Regions from separate parts of the Mus musculus genome. Here region 1 is linked to region 2. The links are chromatin contacts, called in public Hi-C maps. All regions are on one chromosome and are shown on one strand. Each heading gives the region's core, a stretch centred on a gene start, on an enhancer-like site or on the middle of the called end of the contact. The rest is flanking DNA. Distances are from core to core; before and after follow the strand shown.

Region 1 (5,893 bases), core at 2,410-4,909, 450 kb after region 2:
TCTGTCCATTCAATATAATGTGAGTTAGTAGTTAAGAGGGATGCACTCAAAACAAGATTATAATTCCATTTCCAAAACGTAGGCAAATGGGTCCATCTTGAAAAAATTATTTAAAATGAAATAACCATGAATTTATTGTACTGATATGCTTATGTAAACTTCTAGAAAAGCAAAATTAAATTAAAATGACAGAAAAGAAATTCAAAAGATAGAGAAAAGTGGGCAGATGATCAGATTGCAGAGGAGACTCAGGCTACTGGGACTACGAGAAATGTCCATGGGGTTTTGTTGGTGGCCATAGATCCAAGACTGTACAAATATAGAAAAATTCTACATTTTGTGTTTAAAATGTAACTGGGATATGCATCAATTTCACTTCAGGGAAGTTTCCAGAACTGGAAACCTTTTTCAGCTACAACCTTCATAGCCACTTCTCTGATATAATTATTCCTGGAGTGTCATTTGTGCTGGGAAAAACAAGGACAGCTAAGCCCTAACCTACAACTAGATATATAAGCACTACTTCCATTTAATCAAAATATGAAAACAGTATAAATATAAAGCACATTTTAAAGACCTAACATGACAACGTTATAGCACAGCCACCCAACACCCTTGAGTATCATGATCAAACAGCTTACTGTGTTCTTTGGCTAACTGTCACCGCCAACATCATGGGAACTGTTATCCACCCCAAAAATGTAAATTTCGAGATCCTAGGTATGATATATATGGTATGTGTAGTAATTTTGCACCATCGTGATCAAAATAGCATAAACCAAACAACAGTGCATGGGTGGCTGTCTGTATGATGCTGTATATTCCATCACTCACATTGCTGTCTGGACAGCTTTGCCATTGCATGGGTGCTTGCTCAAAAAGGCTGAGTAATTTCTCAAGCCAGCCACCAACCCAGAGTGGGTGCATTCTGAATGGGCGATTCACATGCATTTTAAGTTTGAGGTACAAATGTGAGACACAACCACTTTTATTCAATGAAAAGGGCATCTCAGAGATTGAACTCATCAGAATTATATCATGATGTCACCTTATAATTCTTAACCAACATTCAATTCCATAGTCCCATATCACCATCCATTTTTTGAAGAGTCTGCCACCACATTCCACATATGTTCTGTCCTCTCGTGTTGCCTCCCAAATTTTTATATATATATAAAAATTATAAATATATATATTATATATATATATGTAAAAATTATAAATATATATTTATATATATGTAATTATAAATATATATATTTCATCATTTTTTCAAAGGTGATTGTTTTAATCTATATTCTGATGGCTTAGGATTTTGAAGTATAAGGATGAAAAGCCAAAGTGCTTCATCTGATGAAAGACTTCTAGGTGAGTCATAATATAACAAGAGGGAGCTACTTCACAGAGCCATAGAATTCACAAGAGGAAGAACGTGCCTCAACTCATTCTATTCTAAGTCACCCACTTACTAGATCACAAATATGGTCCTGACATAACAGCCTTCATCCATCCTAGAAAGCTGTACCTTCAGAACCTAAAAACCTCCCAACGGCATCCATCATGAGACTCCTACAGTGTCAATGAGGTCTCATTGAGATCCTCAGAAAAGAGATTCAAACCACAGAGGTTATGATGTCAAATGGCAATGCTAAATGTTCACAGTCACTTAAAATCACGTGACACTCAGTGCACCCGTTCACCCCTCAATTCTTATACATTTTGACAAAGTGAGATGAGGGCCATGTTGGAGACTTAAACATCTAACACATCAGACTAAAACTCTCTAAATTAACACCAGACGTTGATACTAGAAATAACTGTGGAAAGTGTAATCACGCAAGCAAATAGCTCTTTAATTCTTCTACAATAAACTTCGGATAAAGTCTCAGTACAACTCAGACGCAGAAATGAAGGTCTGAAGGTTTGTTCGTAATACAAAGCAAGTGTGTTGGGAAAAGGTCCCCCAGCAGGGAAAGCATTGTCCTCCATTTTATCGTGTGTGTGTGTGTGTGTGTGTGTGTGTGTGTGTGTATTTGTGTGTGTGTGTGTATTTGTGTGTATGTGTGTGTGTGTGTATGTGTGTATGTGTGTGTGTATGTGTGTGTATGTGTGTGTGTATTTGTGTGTGTGTGTATTTGTGTGTATGTGTGTGTGTATGTGTGTATGTGTGTGTGTGTATATGTGTGTGTATTTGTGTGTGTGTATTTGTGTGTGTGTGTGTATGTGTGTGTGTATTTGTGTGTGTGTATTTGTGTGTGTGTGTATGTGTGTGTGTGTGTGTATATATATATATATATTTATATTTATATATATACATATATATTTACCATATCCTCACATTCATTCTTCAATTTGTTTCTATAAATCTATGACATAAAACAAATGAAACATTATCACTATTTTTTTCAAAGCATTGTGTGATTTTTTCCAATGGCATTCAAACTGGGGATCTAGTTCCAATTGTTTCCACACGCAGTCTAGAGTTGTCTCTCTTCTGGGCCATGCCAAAATGGGGACCACCCTTGCAACATGTCACCATGAAGATCTTTCCAGTTCAAATATAAGTGCTTTAGATAAGAGTAAAACGAACAGACTGAGGCATCGGCTATCATGATGGGGCAAAATCTGAGAGTCCAGTGCTCAAAATCAAAGCTCTGAAGTCCAAGATCATATTCAATAGAAGTTTATCTCCAAAACTTAGATTGTCTTCTCACCTAAATGACGTAACAGTCCTAAATAATAATAATTTAGGCCTAGTCATGTTTCATTTGGTTAGTATAACAAAACTGCTGGACAGAAAGGCTTTCTTAAAAATCTGTACAACACCCCTCCAGTCATCTTAGTAACTTCCAGATGTTATGTTTTCATTCAGCACTATTTGAGACTTCCTACTGAAAACAAACAAACAAACAAAAAACAACAAAAAAAAAAAAAAACAAAAAAACAAAAGCAGTCCAGGTCCAGACTCTTAGGTACATTTACCACATTTATCCTACCTGTTATAGCCTGCAGTTGGGAACAGAAATAATAGCTAGAAAAAGAAATCATTTCAGCTTCGAAGAATCATAAAATTTCATGTTGAACTTAAAAACGTATCTCAAAAAGTCAGGATGAGCTCAGCAGAGCAAGCGTGGTGCTGGCTTCCTTTCCTTTCCTTCTTCTCTTTCATGATTTTTCTTTCTTTCTTTGAGAAGTGGTGGGGACGGGGGTTGTTTTGCACTGTATTGGGTCAGCTGACACGTTGAGTATTCACATCGGATATTTTTAAACCCCTTTCTTATTTCAGTTGCTTTTATGCAACTAATTTAGATGTGTCCTTAAATTAGGTTTTCTTTAACTCTTGAAAGGGTTTGGCTTTCATTCCTTACATGGAACAATAGTTCCTCTTGGGCAAGAGTGCCAGCTACATTTATTATCTGTCCCATTCCCGGTGGGCATTGCAGTCTCTTCTTAGAAAAGTTAGTCATGTGGATTTTTTTTTTCGATTGGGGAAAGGATAGCAAGCTTTAGTAACCATCTTTGATTTGTGCGAGGACTAGGCTGTTTTGGTTTTTTTTTTTTTCTTTTTCCATGCTTCCCATTTTCTTATTTTAGACTTCTGTAGATGCTTCAGTCTTTATCCATAACAGTCAAGAATGAGCCTATCTTTGGAATGCTCTAAGAGCTAGAGACACATTTAGCCTGTTAATGCTGCAGATTTGGCCCAATTCCATTTAGGCTAATTACACCCTGTTCTTCAAAAAATATCTCTTTGCACTTTCATTGGGTGATGAAAAAGATCGGTTTTTTTTCTTTCTTTTTTTCTTTTTCAACCTCCTTTTCTGAGCTAGAGCTCAATCGTCAAAAGCCCAGCATGGATCCATCTGAAGTTGCCTAAGGATAAATTCCCCAAGTGTGGGAGAAACCGAAAGAACACAGCCATTCCCAAAACCAGTACTCAGAGAAAAATATATGACGGTCTGGATGCAAAAGCCAGCCCTTCACTTTTAAAAGAGACGCTTCTTTGTCCAGGGAGAGGGACGGCATGCTTAAGGATCCACACTAAATGCCATCCCAGAGTGTGAGGAGTTCCCCGGAAACGCATTGTCTCTTTCTTGTTCAAAAATGAAAAACATCGAAAAGTAATCCAAAAAAAAAAAAAAAAATCGAGATCCTACAGTTCCTAACCTCCTTTTGGATACTACATGTATGTTGTATAGTCCCACCTGGTCCAGCATGCTAAAGACTTTAGTGAAATGCAAACATCTTACTGTAGTGTCTCCTTTTAGCTGCAATGTTTGTATCAAGTGCTTCTGGCGTTTGTGCCGATTGTATCAAAGTGAAGTTGGCCTCTGTTATCCTAGCCTCCTTTCAGAAGTTGCTATAATGCTTGTCTATGCAAGATTTTCTTGATGTTAACACATGGGAAATTTGCTTTGGGCTCTGCTGACTTGACGGTTAAACATTTTTTCTTATGATGAAGTTGCTTGTTTTAAAACCAAATGATGTCATGCAACTAAAACAAAACGGAATTATACTAATTATGATCCAGAGTGACAGGTTTATAAGGAATCATACTTTATGTCTGTCCTTGGAATGTGCAGTCATTATCTATCAAGTATTCACATGTATACTGGGATTTTTTTACACTGAGACTCCACACTTAACCACACACCAACAAAACGCAGCATCAGGGATGAATAGATTCATTCTGCTGGTCTGCGACTAGAAAGTTCCCATGATAAGGACTTTATTTTCTTTGAGAGTGAGATAAAAGAATCTATCTAACTTTATGATTCATGAACTTAGATCGGTTCACAGGGCCTTTGCTGTTGCTGCTAAACTTTCACGTTCTCTCTTGCAAGCTTTGTATAAGTGTAAAATTGCATTCACATCTTCAGAAAGAGCCTTGGAAGGGATGAAGCAGAAGAGAAGCAGATTTTTCCCCCAAATATCAGTAATAATAAAGTCTCCTAGAATATAGTTCTAGGTGACAAAGAAGAAGGGAGACATTGTGAAACACCCTGAACTTCAGTTCACAGTAAGCTTTTACATATAGAGAAGATGAGAAATTGAGGGAAAAAAAAATTACTAAGTTTCAAGAAGTCCCCGAAAGTGGTAACAGTGATCTTGCCCTTAGGAAAACAAGGAAGATAATCTATTTATCAAAAAGAGAAAGAAAGGAATGGTGGCTGAATCATAACCAGACTCTCTAGTGGACGATACTTTGTTTGAGACATTGTTGTTGTTGTTGTTGTTTTAAGTATAATTTTGTATGTTTACTAAAACCTAACTCTTTATCTTTGGTCACTGTGAAACCTTCTCTGGATTGCAAAAGAAATCCTGGTAAGTCTTTAAGTCTTTCTCTAAGAAGGCATCTGTAACAAATAATAAAGATACTTCCATTTAAGGAAAGAACAGTTTGGATGTCTTTATATAAAATGTTACCACCTTCAGACTATGTGACCAAACTAAAACTGTACTTAAAGAATGAGATCAAGGTAAAAGTCACATGTTAAAAAGTTAGCCTTAAGTCCCATTAAAAAAATATTTGAAGGAGCCAAGAAAAGGGGGGGAGGGCAGATTTTTTTTCAGATGTATAGCAAAGTCATAAAATGTCCTGGGCCAAGAAGTTAAGAGTGAGTGTGAATTATTGCAAGCAATACACCCTACAAACAACAGTAGGAATTTGAGCGGCACTATCATTTAGCTGCTGTCTCCTTCCTCAGTTTACTCCTGTTTGTAAAAAGTAATTGCCAATTCTTCTGAAATGCCATAACTTTACTTTCACGGAAAAATGATGAGGGAAACGAAAGTAGTCAGGTGGGGTAGGAGTCCCATCTCAGTGGGTGTCACCGAAGATCTATAAAAAGAGAGTGTCTACTAAGTCCAAAGCCACAAGAGAGTCTTACGA
Region 2 (5,897 bases), core at 2,380-4,879:
GAAAATATTAAATACAGTTTTAAGTAACTTTGGAAATAAACATTGCACCTTTGACCTGTTCAGCATTCCTTTGGTTAATGGGTGCATTAGATCTAAGTAAGCAGGCAGGACTATAAGTACAGTTTGTTTATTTTTAATTGTTTGATTTCATTTTTTCATGCTGTGGTGGAATTGGAAGGATTTGATGAGTTTGTGCTTCGCTGGATTTATCCCAGTTTGCTTCTATTATTTTGATAATATTTCTAAGAATAATATTGCAGGAAATACTACTTATTTAATGTTTACATTCCTCAGAAATGTTGCTATACGTTTTATTAAATTTGAAAATCAGTTTTACTATTATCTTAGATGTCTCACACATGCAGAAAGCTACCCCAAAATTATATGACTCATCCAAGATTAAAACTTCTGCATAATTCCTGATCATTCCGAACAATCTCACCAAAATTTTCATTAAGAAATTTCAGTGCAGATTGTTTTGATCACACAGTGGAAACATAGCACACAAAATGGGAAAGGGCATGTAGTCCTTTGCCTTCAGTGTACAAGACTGTGGGTTTGGTTCCTGGTAACACACACACACACACACACACACACACACACACACACACCATATATATATATATATATGAATGAATAGAGGAGGAAAGAAAGATATACATAATAGCAGCAAACAACATATGCAGTAGCAACTCTGGTCTTTCAACACGAGGAAGGTAGACTCTACTTGAGGGACATCCTTACAACTTAGTGATAAAGGAGACCACTGTGGCTGAGAGCTACTTTGTCATAGGTTTTGTTTGTATTCAGTATTTTTACATCTGTGAAATGAACCAGACTGTGCCTGGTGAGAGTCACAGTGTTATACCTATAAATACATCTTTAGAGATGATGTTATACGTAACACATGAAATAGTTATGCAACTGTAGAATTATCAAGTGAGCATATCAGCTCAACATAAACAAAAGACCTCATATAAACCTCAGTGAAACCGCCACCTCCTGCTCATTTCCATTCATATGGCTGTATCTCCTGTTTTCTTATCTAGAGGAAAGGAAATTAGGATCAATTGATATTTTAGTATATATTGATGTCATTCTGGTTTCTACCTTCTAAATTTAAATTAAGTAATTTTTAGTAAATTATGATATTAAAATCCCTAGTTCAGAACATTTATTCGAAAGCAAATTTAAGAAAACACTCACATAGCCTTAATTTGAGTGTTACCAACTCTGAGTGTCTCTTACCTTAATCACCACTTAGCAAAATTTGTTATGTATATAGATGGATATTAACATACAATTAGAAAATTGTCCAAAACTTTTTGTACAGAGTATGTCCTCTCCTTAAATGTCTACAGACAACTTTTAAGCAATTCATGGACATAGTTTGTTTTTTAAAGAAGTTTTGGTTTAAAATTTTGCCTCTTGCCTAATGCTGTGTAACTGTGCAAAGGGTAATGATAGTTGGTTACCTTTGAAACACCCCGGAGAGTTTCTCTCCATATTTACGTTATTACTCTTTGACCCACAAATTCTAGTCACACAGTCTGAAATTCTTTTGCCTCCATCAGCTTCATCTATTAACTGAAAACAATGGGAACCTTCATGAACCTCCATGTTGAACAGAGAAAAATTCCAACCCAGCATTAGATTTCTAACTGTAAATCGAGACTTCCTTTCTTCTTGTTTTTTAGAATCAAATCAGAATCAGAATTTTCACAAATGATTTCTCAGTGGAGACTTGAACTCTGATTACCATGTAAAGAAACCACGGTATCTTTCATGAATCAATGACTATCACTTGGTGTGATAAATTATATAAAAAAAATGCACTCAGTGTTGCCTCGACTCTGTGCTACCTAGGCTGAGGGCATAAACAGTAAGAGTTTTCCATATTTCAGCAGGATGGGGTAAGGAGGATGGTAAGAATTCCATGGTTAGACCTGTAAATGAGAAATAAGACTAAATCCTGGTAGTTTTCCTTTTATGTCCTTAGCATTCAGGTTTAGTTTGTCTATGGAAATAATTTACAAGTACTTGTAAAGTAAAATCTAAAAGGTAGCCGATTAAAAGATAACCACTTATTATATAACCTCAGAAATGTCCTTGTAGCAATGTGCATATGCACATGGATGAGTTTATAATCATTGCATAACTCTGATAAAGGTTAAATCATTTAAAATTTTAAAATAGAAAAACATTATGTTAAAATTGAGAATATTGTTTTCCTATTATTTTTTCAATGAGAAAAGTAAAGTTTCACATTGTTTTATGTTTAGCACCAATTCTGGGAAGGAAACTAGGTTTTCCACTTGAGAAGGCACTTTTTGTGCTGACTCACCACTAGGGGGAGAACATTGCTAGAAGAGAGTTTGACATCATTGAAAATAGAGTAAGCTTTTGTGTGTATATGTAGTGTGTGTTTGTGTGTGTTTGTGTGTGTATGTGTGTGTGTGTGTGTGTGTGTGTGTGTGTGTGTGTGTGTGTGTGTGTGTGTGTGTGCACGCGCTAGTGCTTATGCGTACCAGAGGTTTTGTATATTTTTTAAAAGTCTGGACATGCTTAGTAATATTGGAATCTAATACCAACACAGTATGTGCTGGCCTTTTAACATTCAATTTCCATCCATTTTCCTAAGCCTTTGAGAGCTAAGGATTGACAGCTTTCCTTAAATCTCAGAGGGAAGGACTTGGAAGAAGGCCATTGGATAGGATGGTCAAAAGAGCAGCTGCACTTTGGTCTGTACCAATGCTGTAACTCTATGTGGAAACATATAAAGCTTGGTTTTGATACTGGAGTGAAACTACCTAGACATTGAATTTGAGGTTTCCTTTTATGTTTCTTTGATAAAACTTCAGCTGGAGACAAGCCCTAATCTCATAATAAAATGAGCTTTTCTTGGAGGCCCCGTAGCACTATTGGGGTTAACAATATTGAACTGAGTTTGGTCTTCAGAACTTTCTGAATGAAGATAATTTCAAAATAGTGATGTTTCAATTTGACTTTCAATTTTGCAAACATATCCCCCAACCCAGATTTCTTATCTTTAACTATAGGCCTTTAAAAACTAAGAAAATATGCTTTAATTATTGGGTATAGAAATCTCCAAGTTTACAGATTTAATCTGTTTGTAAACCGTAATCTTATTAAAATTTGGTCACTTTTTAAAAAATCTGTGACTTACTCTGTACTTTATATAAAATGCATCTTTCTCAACAAAAGAATGTCTCCTGTGGAAAAGGCATATCTTGTGCCCCCCCCCCCCCCACACACACACACACACACACACACCGTGATAGTTTTTGTTTGGCTGTTTCTTTCCCTATTTTATTTCTCCTATTTACAGTCCTTCTTCATATTGTCTGAATATTCAGGTCTCCTAACCTCCCCTGTAGCTTTATTGCCTCTTTCCTGCCCCTCCCATTCTATCCCCACTCTCAAATGCATGCCCCTTCATATATTTTTCTTAACATCCTCCTGCATTTCACTTTACTTAATTTTTCCCAATAATATTAACAATTCTTTATATCTTCCTGCCTTCACCCCTCCCTCCCATTATATTGTCGCATCTACTCTCTCCCGAAGCAAAGCTGCGATTCACTCAGGGGAGGTTACTTTCTCATGCGCACAGCTCATTGCTATGATGATTTCAATGATGCCAGCATATTTTAACCACATCGTTATCAGGGAGCCTCACTTCTCAGTGAATGCATATCAAGTGACTTCTTTTGTGATTGGGTTACCTCACTCAGGATGATATCCTCCAGATACATCCATTTGCCCAAGAATTTCATAAATTCATTGTTTCCATTAATCAATTGTGGAACTCGAGATTCAGGCAAGGAGAGCATTTATTAGAACGTATCCTGCTTGTTCCCACACACACCTCATTTCCGTTGCTTTCTAATGAGGAATTGTACAAGGCTCAACCCTCCCTCCAACCCCCAGCCCTTACCTCTCCTTTCTCTATCCCACCGTGCCCCTCTCCCACATCCATTCTCCCGTACAGTAGCTATATCAGAACATGCAGCAGGACGGCATTGTGCAAACTGGTGGCCACACAAGTACTTTGTATTCACGAGAGGTTTCGAAGTTCAGCAGCTGCATATAAATATGCATAGTTGAGAGATTCATGATGCTGCCTCCTCACTCTAGTGCTGGTTGGCTGCAGCGCGCAGGCACTACAAATCAATGAACACTTTCCCCATCGATCACCGGCTCACTTGCAAGCAGACAAAACACAATGCCAGAAACCCACAGAGAGCTCCTTAGTGAGCGAAACCTCACCATCAGAAGATTCAAAATAGCCGTCCCCCCCTCCCACCCTGAACCTCCACACTCTCGACCTCAAATGTCTTCTTCTTATCCAGTGAAGATCATAAGCCGTTAGAAATAAGTATCACCCGAAAAGAAAGAGTGGGGAGGGAGGGAAGAGCAATGATAAATGAGGGTTTTGAGGGTCCTCACATTGTGCTTGTCACAAAACAAAAGATCCGTTGAGCATTAACACATTAGGAAATAAAAAATAAAATAAAGTAAAATAAAAACGTGAATCTGCTTATGTTGATTGTATTGCTTTACAGTTACAGGATTGAGTGTAGCAGCATCTACATACGCATAGCTGTAGCCCATGTGGAAGACATTTGCAAATCATCCAGTTATTAGATGGCTTTGTGTATGGCAGGGTTATGACTGCTGAGTCAAAACGCAGACCTATAGACACACAGACATATATACAGACAGACAGACAATGTGCTTCATAGTGAATATCACATATCCTCATGTTGATTGCACAATTTTTGCAGAGGGTTCAGATATATTTTATGTTGCAATTATAAACATCTTAGAAGTTTAATCTTATCTACTACATATTCATATACAGCATAGTAATTAGTCAAATATATATTTCTTGGTGAAAAGATATAAATTTATGTTGTTTAGAGAACAAGCCCCCTTTTCAGTTTTAAATGGATTAACCATGACAAAAAAAATAGCTTATTGTATTGAAACAGCGCTGAGCTGTTACTCTGTATTTTTAACATTGTCAACTTGGCAGTAAAAATTTCAATGAGGATAGTAATCCTTTTGATGCTTTTTTACCATGTGTTCATTCATTCACTCAGCGCTGCCCTATTTTGCAATACTGTTACAGCACTATGGAATGGAGAACACAGCACAATGGTGTGGTGGTAGGCTGGAATACAAAATCCAGCGCAAGGGTATCTGTGTTTGAAGCATATGATTATGTATATAAACACATAAACGAGTATGTGGCTTTCAAACTTAAGAAAAGTGTAGCTCAAGAGTCAATATAATGAAGCTCTCTCATACAGAATTGATAATTGAATGACATATCTACTCCAAGTGTATCTTTCCAGTTATAATCAGTAACCATATTGCTGGAAGATCAAAGGTAAACTTCATTAAGATTGTTCATCTAATCCCTTACTCTGACTCATGGAAGCTGACAGACAAGTCCGCGTCTTTTCCCCTATGAGGAGCAAAGCCAAAATCTGAGCCCCTCTCTACTGAACCCCAGCGCTCATCCACACATGATTTTTCACTAAGCCATATTGAATTACAAGGCTGAATGTGATAATTGCTGTAGCAGATCAGAGGAGGTAGAGATCGCTTCCAGCTGAGATGACCAAAGAAGACATCATTAAGAAGTTGCATCTGAGCAAGCCTTTGAGGAGTGGGCATAGGAACAAAGCCAACACAGGAGAAGGCTTAGCATCTGAGAAACCTGGGGACTCTGGAAAACACTTGCCGGGCAGCTAGGGACAGTGTTTGTGGTGAAAAGGATGCTGTAAATAACACTACTATTTAAAGAATCTTCACTTATTAGAAATTAAATTCATAAATAAATTTATAGGTCGGCCGCTAACACGTCA

What was found. Hi-C and Micro-C count contacts between places; a contact is called where the count stands out from the background.
Region 1: a contact with region 2 is called in a Hi-C map of cerebral cortex, with 4 times the contacts expected there. The contact joins two enhancer-like sites. A contact is called at or near these places in 6 of 484 Hi-C or Micro-C datasets (cerebral cortex, embryonic stem cells, nephron progenitors and 1 more).

The regions. Positions count from the first base shown.
Region 1 is chr16:77,983,317-77,989,209 of GRCm38.p6, forward strand. No RefSeq gene overlaps it. Among named protein-coding and RNA genes, the nearest start is that of Gm31431, 100 kb to the right of the region's middle. Within about 2 kb of position 3,660, at least 32 of the 459 cell types and tissues checked have an H3K27ac peak or open chromatin away from gene starts, as enhancers often do. A contact at or near this core is called in cerebral cortex, where this site is marked.
Region 2 is chr16:77,532,877-77,538,773 of GRCm38.p6, forward strand. All of the region lies in intron 4 of Mir99ahg (Mir99a and Mirlet7c-1 host gene (non-protein coding)), which reads left to right. Among named protein-coding and RNA genes, the nearest start is that of Mir99a, 63 kb to the right of the region's middle. Within about 2 kb of position 3,630, at least 70 of the 459 cell types and tissues checked have an H3K27ac peak or open chromatin away from gene starts, as enhancers often do. A contact at or near this core is called in cerebral cortex, where this site is marked.